2 separate regions of the Sus scrofa genome follow, and region 1 is linked to region 2. A link is a contact called in public promoter capture Hi-C data. All regions are on one chromosome and are shown on one strand. Each heading gives the region's core, a stretch centred on a gene start, on an enhancer-like site or on the middle of the called end of the contact. The rest is flanking DNA. Distances are from core to core; before and after follow the strand shown. Region 1 holds the start of C3H7orf26. Region 2 holds the start of RBAK (RB-associated KRAB zinc finger protein).

The links. Promoter capture Hi-C pulls out the DNA fragments that hold promoters and counts their contacts.
Region 1: a promoter capture Hi-C map of liver shows a contact between it and region 2, with 4 times the contacts expected there. The contact joins the promoter of C3H7orf26 here to the promoter of RBAK in region 2. A contact is called at or near these places in 1 of 5 promoter capture datasets (liver) and 2 of 2 datasets of contacts at active chromatin or transcription factors (alveolar macrophages and skeletal muscle).

The regions. Positions count from the first base shown.
Region 1 is chr3:4,624,644-4,630,993 of Sscrofa11.1, reverse strand. It overlaps C3H7orf26, which reads left to right and starts at 4,021. Exons shown (of 6, transcript XM_021086073.1): 1 at 4,021-4,309; 2 at 4,717-4,938. The coding sequence starts at 4,118. It overlaps ZDHHC4 (a long non-coding RNA gene), which reads left to right. Exons shown (of 8, transcript XR_002342216.1): 8 at 2,084-2,699.
Region 2 is chr3:4,435,347-4,441,290 of Sscrofa11.1, reverse strand. RBAK (RB-associated KRAB zinc finger protein) reads left to right here and starts at 1,348. Exons shown (of 5, transcript XM_021086052.1): 1 at 1,348-1,746; 2 at 3,104-3,158. The coding sequence starts at 3,120.

The DNA of each region.
Region 1 (6,350 bases), core at 2,772-5,271, 190 kb before region 2:
GCTCGGATCTGATGCCGTGGCTGTGGCGTAGGCTGGCAGCTGTAGCTCCAATGCAACCCCTAGCCTGGGAATCTCCATATGCCTCAAGTGTGGCCCTAAAAAGCAAAAAAAAAAAAAAAAAAAAAAAAAAAAAGCAAGGGGTCCAGAACAGTTTAAAATGAAATGGGGGGGAGGAGGCGCAATGGGAAAAATAAGTAAAGGCAGTCAGAGGGGACAGAGTCCCGCGGGAAGGTGAGTGAGTCCTGGAGTCCCGGCAGGTAACTCACAGCACCGCAACATAGTTACCAGCGCTTGCTGTCTATTCCACAGTTGCTCCTAAGCACTCTCACCAGACACACATACGCAAATTGTAACTCTGTAAGGTGACAGGTGTGTTAACTAATGAGCTGATACACCGTCCTTATGTGGTATGTGGTACACCTTGAACTTGCGCAATATTATATGTCAGTTACATCTCAGTAAAGCTGGGGAAAAAGAAACTTGAAAACATTTTGCAAAACCACTGAAGTGAAAGCTGGGAGTGATGGCTCTCCCCTCCCACAGTTTCACTCCCCAGAGGCAACCGTTCCTATAGTTTGGTGTGTGTATTTCATGCTTTTTCCCTTCTGTGTATATATACCATACGCCTTCATTGAATTTCTTTTGTTTTTATATAAATAGGATTCCATGGTGATTTTTTGCATCTTGTCTTTCTCATTGGGCAATATATCACCAACATCTTTCCCACATTAGTACATAGACATTGAGCTCATTGTAATGTCTCCTTATTGTTCCATCATATGACTGTCCAGCGTCTTTCTCTTCCTCGTGGATGGATTTTTTTTTTTTTTTTTTTTTTTTTTTTTGCTTTTTAGGGCCGCACCTGCAGCATATGGAGGTTACCAGGCTAGGGGTCCAATCGGAGCTACAGCTGCTGGCCAGCACCACAGCCACAACAATGAAGGATCTGAGCCGCCTCTGTGACCTACACCATAGCTCACAGCAACACCGAATCCTTCACCCACTGAGCGAGGCCAGGGATCGAACCTGCAACTTCATGTTTCCTAGTCAGATTCATTTCCACTGCACCGTGATGGTGCCACTCCATAGACGGGTATTAAACTTGTTTCTTTCAGAAAGAGGGAGTATTAAAATCAGTGCTACAGGAGTTCCCGTCGTGGCGCAGTGGTTAACGAATCTGCCTAGGAACCATGAGGTTGCGGGTTCGATCCCTGGCCTTGCTCAGTGGTTTAAGGATCCGGCGTTGCTTTGAGCTGTGGTGTAGGTTGCAGATGCGGCTCTGATCCCATGTTGCTGTGGCTCTGGCGTAGGCCGGTGGCTACAGCTCTGATTCGACCCCTAGCCTAGGAACCTCCATATGCCGCGGGAAGCGGCCCTCGAAAAGGCAAAAAAAAAAAAAAAAAAAAATCAGTGCTACAGTGGGAGTTCCCATTGTGGTTAACGAACCCAACTAGTATCCATGAGGTTGTGGGTTCGATCCCTGGCCTCACTCAATGGGTTAAGGATCCAGAGTTGCCCTGAGCTGTGGTGTAGGTCGCAGATTGGGCTCGGCTCCTGTGTTGCTGTGGCCGTGGTGTAGGCTGGCAGCTACAGCTCTGATTGGACCCCTAGCCTGGGAACCTCCAAATGCCGTGGGTGTGGCCCTAAAGAGACAAAGCACACACACACACAAAATCAGTGCTACAGTGAATACCCCTGTCCCCATATTTCTGTGGTCAGATGGTTTTCAGAGAAAATGATCTCTTCTGTCCACCTGGAATTCATGTTAACGCTTGACCTAAGATCAACGTTTATTTCTCGGTTTACTCTGTAAACAGCTAACTGGCAGAGCACCGTCTCCTGAGTATGCTGCCTTTCCCATTTCCTTCTCCGTACATACTGCACTTATCCCACGTGAGACTCCTGTACGTAGTAGGATTTCTTGCTGGGCCGTTGATGGTTCTGACTTGCGGTCGCTGGGTCGGATGTGTACGGAGGTGGAGCTGGGGAGCAGATGTGTGGATCAGACCGTGGCGGGTGGGTGCTGGCCCTGCCGCGTGTCACAGCCTCGCTGCCTAACATGCTGCTTCCTCTTCGTCCCCAGTACCTGTTCCTGACCTTCCCGAGGATCGTCTTCCTTTTGGGCTTTGTCCTGGTGCTGAGCTTCCTCCTGGGGGGCTACCTGTGCTTTGCTCTCTACCTGGCTGCCACCAACCAGACCACTAACGAGTGGTACCGAGGCGACCGGGCCTGGTGCCAGCATTGCCCCCACGCGGCCCAGACCCCATCAGCAGAGCCCCGGGTTTACCGGAACGCGTACTGCCGTGGGCTTTGGAGCAACCTTCAGGAGATCTTTCTACCTGCTGCTGCACATTATGAAAGAAAGAAGAAATAAGAATGGGAAGAGTGGCGTTCCCTTCGTGGCTCAGTGGTTAACGAACCCAACTAACATCCCTGAGCTGGTGGGTTCGGTCCCTGGCCTCGCTCAGTGGGTTAAGGATCCGGCGTTGCCGTGAGCTGTGGTGTAGGTTGAAGACACGGCTCAGACCTGGCGTTGCTGTGACTGTGGTGTAGGCCGGTGGCTACAGCTCCGATTGGACCCCTAGCCTGCGAACTTCCATATGCCACAGGTGCGGCCCTGAAAAGTGGAAAAAAAAGGGGGGTGGGTGGGAGAGTGTTACTGCCTTTTAAATATAGTCTACATTATTTATACATATGTATGCTGACTTTCTAAGCATTGGTTTTTGGGTTTTTTTTTTTCTCGTTTCTGCTATACTTAGGAATCGGCTTTCAGTGGCTAAGGAGGGGAGGAGAAAACTAGTGTCCACTGAGGGCTCCATCCCTGCCAGGTGCCAGGCTGATAAATCCTGTGGCAGAAATGCCCCTTGCTTACCCTCTGCTCACTCAGCCAGATGGATAGGAGCATCCCTGAAGTCCTGGTGCCAAGGGGATCAACACTGGCTTCTCAGAGGTTCCAGCTGACCCTGGTCTGCTGGGCTCCTGGACAGGAGGAGCCTTAGGGCTGTGTCCCCTGACAGGCCGGAGGCCCTCAGTGCCTTGGAGGTGCTCTTGGCTGCACCCTCTTTGATGTCCTTTCCGTCTTTCCCAGGGAAAGGCCTCGGCTCCCCCCCACCCCTAGACTCTTTTTATCTTAACCACATCCAGCATCCTCACGTAGGCCCACCCTCAGGCCACAATGGGCTTTCACAGAAGGCATATTCCTGTGGCTTCTTGCTCGCCCTCCACTGGCCTCTTGCGGCCACATTCACGTAATTTCCGCCCTGTTTTTAAAATCCCATGCTAAGCATCCAGTGAATTGATTGCAGAGGATGAAGGCAGGAAGAGATTCATACAAAGTGCCGAGGGTTTTTAGGTTTTCCGGTCTTAGTCTTCAGGAGCAGGACACCTGATTCCCATGGCTCTCCCAGGCTAGGCCGGGCCTCTGGAGGGGACTGGGGAATAGCGACTCTGTGATAGGCTGCCTTATCTGTCACTGCAGCCCTGTGAGTTCAGAGGAGATGCAATCTTCACCTTTAAGACGAGTGGCTGAGGCCTGAGCCAGGGCCCTGCTGCCCATCCCTGTCCTTGGAAAAGCTCGCTGCAGTCACATGCTTTGAACCCCAGGCAGAGGAAGCCAGGGGAGCTTCGGGCGGCTCTTGCGGGAGTCGGGATCGATAAGACCCCGGGGCCCTCACTGGTGGGTGTGGCACCCCAGCTCGGCGGGGCGGCGCGGAACCCAGGCGCAGGGCGGCCCCTTCCGCGCCCGCGGGCCGCGCCGCCAGGTGGCGCCCTGCCGAGGGCGGGCCCTCGCCGCCGCCTTCGCTTGGCCCCTGCGGGCCGCCGTCGCCGCGCTCGGTCTTCCGCCGCCGTTCGGCTCAGCGGCGGCGGGTTCCCAGTGCTCTCGGTCGCGCCGCAGTCGCACCGCCGGGGCGCCCGCTGGCCGCCGGCGCCGGCGATGGCCCCCTGAGCAAGCCCGAGCGGGTGGCGGCGGGCGGGCGGGCGCCGCGGCCCAGGCACGGGGTCGGCGGGCGGAGTCCGGGTCGCGACCTCTTTGTCTCCGCAGCGGCGGGCGCGACCGCGGGGCCCGGGGCGGAAGTCCCGACGCGCTCCCGGCGCCCCGGGCCGCCGCGGCCGCACCATGAGCGACATCCGTCACTCGCTGCTGCGCCGCGACGCGCTCAGCGCCGCCAAGGAGGTGCTGTACCACCTGGACATCTACTTTAGCAGCCAGCTGCAGAGCGCGCCGCTGCCCATCGTGGACAAGGGCCCCGTGGAGCTGCTCGAGGAGTTCGTGTTCCAGGTGCCCAAGGAGCGCGGCGCGCAGCCCAAGGTGCGGCGGGCGGCCGGATCAGCAACCCCGGCTCCCTTTCCCCCTCCCGGTGACATGCATCGGCCAGACCACACACTCCCTTGCTCTCAGGGGCTCCGTTCTCGCGCTTGGCCTTGCTCCGTTTTGCGGGGCGTGTGACAGCCATGGCTCTTTGGTGTTGAAAGGAAGAGACTTTAAAGACCTGTTACGGAGAATCTTAAGCCGCAGTAGGTCATCTAAAAAACACCCCAGGATGATGCGTAATGACATAGAGTGACATTCTCTGAGATTAACAGTAGAGTTCCACTCCGGGGACCCGGGATTCAAAGAGGTGAACAATTCCCGGGGGAAAGTAGCGTATTTTGTGTTTTTACTGTGTGAACAGATTGGCTAAATGTGTCATCGCTTCTCCTGGATTTGTTTTGCAGAGATTGAATTCGCTTCAGGAGCTCCAACTTCTTGAAATCATGTGCAATTATTTCCAGGAGCAAACCAAGGATTCTGTCCGGCAGATTATCTTCTCATCCCTTTTCAGCCCCCAAGGGAACAAAGCCGATGACAACAGGATGAGCTTGTTGGGAAAACTGGTCTCCATGGCAGTGGCTGTGTGTCGAATCCCAGTGTTGGAGTGTGCAGCCTCTTGGCTCCAGGTACTTCTCTAGAAATAGAGTCTCTTCTCTTGAGGGTCTCTGAGGAGGGGTTTACTATCAGGATTTTTAACTTCATTGGATTTCTAGAGGGGCCATTTCCACATGTTAGCTCCTTGATTCACTGCCCTGTTTGCTGATACCCAGACCTATATTCACAGGTGAGCACCATACTTGGGAAAACAGTAGTTTCTTAATGGTAGGTGAATTTTAAAAGGCTCCATCTTCAGAACAAGTGACAAATTATTTTTCTTAGTTGAAAACAATAAGGTAGGATTTCGGAAACAGCTGTGCACGCAGCCTCAAAAAAAGGATTTTTTTTTTTAAGGATCATTATATGTCAGATTGTGACATTGCTTGTTTGTTTGTTTTGCTTTTAGCTTATAGGGCTGCAGCTGTGGCATATAGAAGTTCCCAGGCTAGGGGTCAAGTTCTCAGGCTAGGTTCCCAGGCTACTGCTGCCGGCCTACACCACAGCCACAGCAACTGGGGATTGGAGCTGCGTCTGCAACGTACACCACAGCTCATGGCAACCCTGGACCCCCAGTCCACTGAGCAGGCCAGGGATTGAACCCACGTCCTCAGGAGTCCTGTTGGGTTCGTTACTGCTGAGCCATGACGGGAACTCGTTTGCTTGTTTTTTATGGTTAGATGACTAAGCGTGTGAATTGTTTCAGGGTGCTATTAACAAAGCTGATGGCTCTTCTAATGGATGAGGGCATGAGAGCCTTCTACTGGCACCTTTTGCATCAACTATACTTTGATTAAAAAAAAAAAAAGAGCTTCTAGAGTGTTTTTAAATATCAAAGGAAAAATGGACTTTTATAGTAGATTTTGTATTAGATAGTTTTTTTGGAAGATGTTTTGCTTTTTCATTACTGAAAATCTTTGAAAAATGGATAATCCACTTACAGTAATTATTAACCGAAAATGTTGATTAATATCATCCTCAGCTAAGCTAACAGAATTTACTAATTCAGTTTCTCAGACCTGCTTCATTCCCAAGGACTTGAAATCATTTGGGTTTTTTCAGTTTATGTAAATGTTATTCGAGAGATCCCTCGTGGCTCAGCAGATGAACGACCTGCTATAGCGCAGGTTTGATCCCTGGCCCAGATACTATGTGCGGGCGTAGGCAAAAGAAATAAAAACATATATAGACATACACACACACACACACATATATATACATGTACCTATATATGTATATATATATTGTTTTTTGTAGTGGACAGGTAAATATCAGTAAAATCTGTGGCTTGATTGTCCCCATTCTGATTTCTGAGGCATCCGAATTGATCTTGTGGGCTGTATTTAACCTCAAGATTATTTTTCTCCCTGTGATACCCCTTACATGTAGAGTCTGAAACATGGCCCAGATAAACCAATTGACGAAACGGAAACAGACTTGCACA
Region 2 (5,944 bases), core at 99-2,598:
ATCAACACCTTTCTGATTCCACTTGGTCTGGGGTTTACATGCTTATGGGCAGCATACAGTTGGCTTCTTCCACCTGGTGGGGACTTCAGTATCTGCAAAATAGCTCAAATGATATGGCTCAGAATATTATCTACAGCCTTTGAGGCGGAAATAAAGTCCTTGACTTTGTTTAATGGCTAAAGTATTATTATTTTGTCTTACACGACTGTTTTCCTTTGTTTTTGCATTTTCTCACTTCTTGGTTTAAAATTATTCTTTGCAACTTGGGGAAGGCCAAGGAGGCTAAAGATTTTCTACAAACAACTACAAAGCAGGCAGAGGACATTGGGGTGGGGTGGGGTGGGGTGGGGAAGAGGGGCTGTTGAGGAAAGACCACACAGGATCCTGCTCAGTTACAACTAACTGAGATGTACTTTCCTGGAACTGATCCCTGGCAAGTGAACACACATGCACAAAAGAACACACAGAATTACTGTTTTGGGAATTCCGTCGTGGCGCAGTGGTTAACGAATCCGACTAGGAACCATGAGGTTGCGGGTTCGGTTCCTGCCCTTGCTCAGTGGGTTAGCTCGTTGCCACGAGCTGTGGTGTAGGTTGCAGACTCGGCTGGGATCCCGCGTTGCTGTGGCTGTGGTGTAGGCGGTGGCTACAGCTCCGATTCAACCTAGCCTGGAACTCACATGCCTGAGCGGAAATAGCAACAACAACAACAACAACAACACAAGAATTACTGTTTTTGTTTTTCCTTGGGCACCTCGCGGGGCATACTGAGGTTCCCAGGCTAGGGGTCCAATCAGAGCTGTAGCCGCCGGCCTACACCGCAGCCACAGCAATGTGGGATCCGAGCCGCGTCTGCAACCTACACCACAGCTCACGGCAATGCCGGATCCTCAACCCACTGAGCAAGGCCAGGGATCGAACCCTCAACCTCATGGTTCCTAGTCGGATTCGTTAACCACTGAGCCACCACGGGAACGCCCCTTTTTCCTTTATTTATCATATTTGTATGTAGCTACTGATTTTAAGCCTTAAATACTCAAGGTATGGAAAAGATTAGGGCACCAGGTCCCAATCAGGCAAGACACCTAGAGAAGAGGTGACATTACAGACGTTCCCTTAAATTAAAGGGACCCTGATTCCCTGGTCCGGGAGGCCAATGCTCTCAGCACAGCATCGCTTAACCTCCAGTTGAGGTGAAGACATTTACGACGTTCCCTATCTTGACGGAGCGGAGACTTATGGGCAATAGAGTCCTGGAGCTTGTCTGGCTCCCCGCTGCGGGCCCTGCCAGGCGGACTTCCGGCGCCCTGCTGTGTTTGTGCGCCTCGCCCTGGGTGCGTGTTCGCGCACGCGCACCAGCGCCGCGCCGCGCCGCGCCGCGCCGCAGTCGCTTCCTGTCGGTGCCCAGGTCACAGCTGTCCCTCGTTCCCAGTCTCTGGCCTCTGGCGGGCGAGGATTCCCGGCCTGCGGCCTGGGCCGGAGGAGTCTGGAGGGCGGCGGTGCAGGGGCGGCGGAGCCCGGGCCGACCGGCTTCAGCACGCGGCACACTGAGGCCCCCGAAGGCCGATTTGGGCTCCGGGAGGGAGTTCGCCTGAAGGGAGCCTGTGTTGTAGGCCCAGAACCGGCCCTTCGGGCCCAGCGGCCTCCAGAGGCGGAGAGGAGGAACCCAGGGAAAGGAGCTCGCCGGAGGGGCAGCCCCTGGCCCGGAGCCTCGGGAGCTCGGGGCGGGTCAGCGAGTCCCAGGGGGTAAGTCTTGCGTCTGGGGGCCTCCGGGCATTGGTCGACCCTGACGCCAAAGCGGGGTTGAGGGGCGCTCTCCCCGGGCCACCCAAGAGAGCGAGCGGGAGAGTTTGACCGCTACCCGGAGATGGAGGGGGCGGCTGTCCCAGATGGGCGCTCCCTTAGGACTTGGGAGTTCTGGGTGTCCTGGGGGATTGGGGGCTACACACCCCTCCTCCTCCCGTCCTCTCGGGATTCCGCCGGGTCTCTAAAGGCCCATCAGCATCTTGGTTCTGTAACCTAAGTGTCCGCTGACTCCCCTGGGTTCTGCCCTGTAGAACCACACAGTGGGGTGCAGGATGAGTCTGCGAGGCATCTGTCCTGCCTCCTCGGTTGAGGGTGGAGGAGATTGGGCATGAGAAGGGAGATTCTTGTGCCAGGTCACCGGGTCTGTAGGTGGGATTGGTAACAGGACTCAAACTTCCAGGCCAGTGTTCTGTCCACTGTATTAGAGTTTTCTTAATTAAAAACTTTTAAAGTGCCAAGGTAGCCAAGTTCAGTCAGATAATGTACACAACAATACTGTGCTTTGATGCACAGTTATCCCACTTTTGAGAGCTCACATTCTCTGTTCCTGTGGAATCTTTGATTTTAACCGATTTTTTTTTTTTTTTTTTTTTTTTTTGGCCATTTCTTGGGCCGCTCCTGCGGCATATGGAGGTTCCCAGGCTAGGGGTCCAATCGGAGATGTAGCCACCTGACTACGCCAGAGCCACAGCAACGTGGGATCCGAGCCGCGTCTGCAACCTACACCACAGCTCACGGCAACGCCGGATCCCTAACCCAGTGAGCAAGGCCAGGGACCGAACCTGCAACCTCATGGTTCTTAGTCGGATTCGTTAACCACTGCGCCACGACGGGAACTCCCCTAAGCGATTTTTTTTTATTTTTTATTTTTTATTTTTATTTTTTAGGTTCTTGTGCCGAGGGCATGCAGAAGTTCCAGGGTCAGGGCTTGAACCCACACCACAGCAGTGACTGGAGCCACAGCAGTGACAACACCAGATCTTTAACCATTAGGGCACCAGCGAACTCCTTGATTTTAAGCAATTTAAAGAAGCAGTAAGGAAATAGTTAAGCAGTGTTACAGGGGGATTTTTTTTGGGGGGGGGGCGCTTTCTATTTAATGGAGTCATCGTTTGTATTCAGTAATGTCAGTGACCTGATTGTGTTGTGTATTTCTCCTGTGTGACCCTTTTGGCCTCTGTTCATATTCATAGGGTGTCATTTTATTGAGCTTTCTTGGGTGGTTTTCTTGTAGGAAGTTACTGCTTAGTCAGGCCAGGTCACTCATAATTACAGTCACTTACTTCCTTTTCTCTAGGTCCACTTGATAGCTTATGCTTTACCAAGAGCAGCAGAAAATGAATGAACCCCAGGTGAGTTTTCCTGTCTGTGTATTTATTACCCCACTTTGTTTTGTAATGCATTTTAGGAGGTTTAGAAAGGTCCATGCTTTAAGAGGGAAAGGTAGAAATAGAGAAACTATGACAATCGTGTAAAATACAGTTGTTAAAGGGTAGGTGGGCACTTAGACTTGGTTGAATACAAGTCCGATTTATAGGGAGTAGGATACTTCAGGGCTATTCAAGTTGAGCTGCAAATAGCACTGATGTTCTTGGCAGTTAGAGATAAAGGAAAATGCTATCCATTATGTGATTTGTGTTGACTAATAAGAACCTATTTTTGTTGCTCATGGGTTTTAAAGATTTCCTAGGAAAAAACGTTTTTTGAAGTTGGTGTAATTGTGGCTAGCTCTCCCAATAACAGCCATGAAATCATTGCAGTATATGGCTTATACTACTGCTTATCTAAGCAGAGGGCCAGCTGCCCAAGGGGAACTTGGTATGTGTGATTTTTCCAGGCTCCAGAGTATGTTGATCCTAGTAGACCCATTGCCATTTTTACTGTTCAGTCCAGAGACAAAATGTAAATCATGGAATGGCCTGCTCATCCTTCACATGTTTCTGTCAGCGTGGTTTTGGGGTTGCACAGCCAACAGTGCAGGCAGATATTCTCCAGTAAAGGTGTTCTCACTCTCCATTCCCATTTCAGCTCTTCATGCCTAGGTTTTCTCCTTCCACTCTCCGGAATCTGTTGGTAAAGAATAGCAGTGAATAACGATAGTCAAGTCCAGCGGGCATCTTCCACTCCTTAGCTCACGTGGCCCTTCATCTGCCTTTGACATCTGTTACCTCCAAACTCATGGAATCTCCTTTTTCTTGGCTTTTAACAAAGTTTGTTTGTATTTTTGTGCATATCTTTAAATGAGAAGAGGTCTTTTTTTTTTTTGGCATGTGGAAGTTTCCAGGCGAGAAATCAAACCTGAGCCATAGCAGCGTCCAAGCTGCTGCAGTGACAATGCCAGATCCTTAACCTGCTGGGCTACGAGAGAACTCCAATAAGGAGTCTTAAAAAGTGAGTGGAGGGGTTCATGTTGTGGCTCAGCAGGTTAAAAACCTGATTAGTATCCACGAGGATGCAGGTTTGATTCCTGGCCTTGCTCAGTGGGTTAAGGATCTGGTGTTACCCTGAGCTGTTGTGTAGGTCAAAGATGCAGCTTGGATACAATGTGGCTGTGGTACAGGCCAGCAAGCTGCAGCTCCTTTTCAACCCCTAGCCCGGGAACTTCCATATGCCGCAGGTGCAGCCCTAAAAAGAAAAAATAAAAAGCATTAAAAAAATTAAAAAATAAAAAGTGGGAGTTCCTGTCATGGCTCAGCAGAATCTAATCTGACTACCATCCATAAGGACGCAGGTTCGATCCCTGGCCTCGCTCAGTGGGTTAAGGATCCAGCATTGCCATGAGCTGTTATGTAGGTCACAGACATGACTCAGATCCCACATTGCTGTGGCTGCGGTGTAGACCAACAGCTGCAGCTCCAGTTTGACCCGTAGCCTGGGAACCTCCATATGCTGCGGGTGTGGGGCCTCCCCTTCCAAAAAAAGGAAAGAAAAATGAAAAAATGGGTGGGGATAATCCGCAAGACCATTTTTTTCTTAGTATAAATTATAGTTGATTTATAATGTGCCAGTTTCTGCTGTACAGCAAGGTGACCCAGTCAGACATATATATACATTCCTTTCTTGTTTTATCTTCTATCATGGTCTTTCCCAAGAGACTGTATTAATATATAATATTGATGTTCAAAATTTCACAACTTGTAGAAATGTTTTTCGTTTTTTTCTTTTCAATGAAGATACAAATAGAGTCCATACATTGCAGTTGGTTGATGAATCTGAGACTGTGTTGATTGCATTGCCATTGTTTTAACTTTCACATAATTTTTTCTGAACCATTTGAGAGAGGATATATGGTATGTCATGCTCCTTTGCCTGGTCATGTTTCAGTTATATTTCCTAAGATCAAGGGTATTTTCTTACATATGCTTGGCACATTTACTGAATTCAGGAAAGTTAACATTGATATAATACCATAATCTACAGTTCGTCTTCCAGTTTTGCTGGTTTCCCCAGTAATTTCCTTTATAGCAATTTTTTTTTTTATTTCTGATAGAGGATCAAGTCCAGGATTATGAATTGCACTTAGTTTTCATGCTTTTTGAGTCTGTTTAACATGGAGACGTTTCTCAATGCTACCATAATCATTGAAGAACATAGGCCAGTTCTTTTGTAGAATTCTTTGAATTTAGGTTTCCTTGATGTTTTTCCATGATTAGATTTGGATTGTGAATTTTTGACAGGAACACTACATGAACAGTGACTCTTTTCAAATTTATGAGCCAGCGTAGAGTCTCTTCTGGAGAAGTTCTCTGTGCACTTGAGAAGCATTGCCTGTTGCTCCCGGTGGATGGAGAGTTCTGTAAATGTCAGCCAGGTCAAGTTGGTAGAGGGAGCTGGGCAGATGTGCTGTGCTGTCCTTGCTGACCTGCCTTCTTGTCCTCTGTCCGTCGTGAGACAGGGGAATTGAAATCTCCTGCAATTGTGATTTGTCTGTTTCTCCTTGTAATTGTGTCAGGGTTTGCTTCATGAATTTCATTAAAAGATCCTTAAACATTTAAGATCACTATGTCCTCTTGATTAATTAACCACTTTGTCTTTGTGAATTGGCTTCCCTTATCCTGCTACTAGTCTGTGCTGTGAAACAGAATGTCTGATATTTGTAAAGTCACTCCAACTTTCTTTGGAACATTGGCGGTGTGCA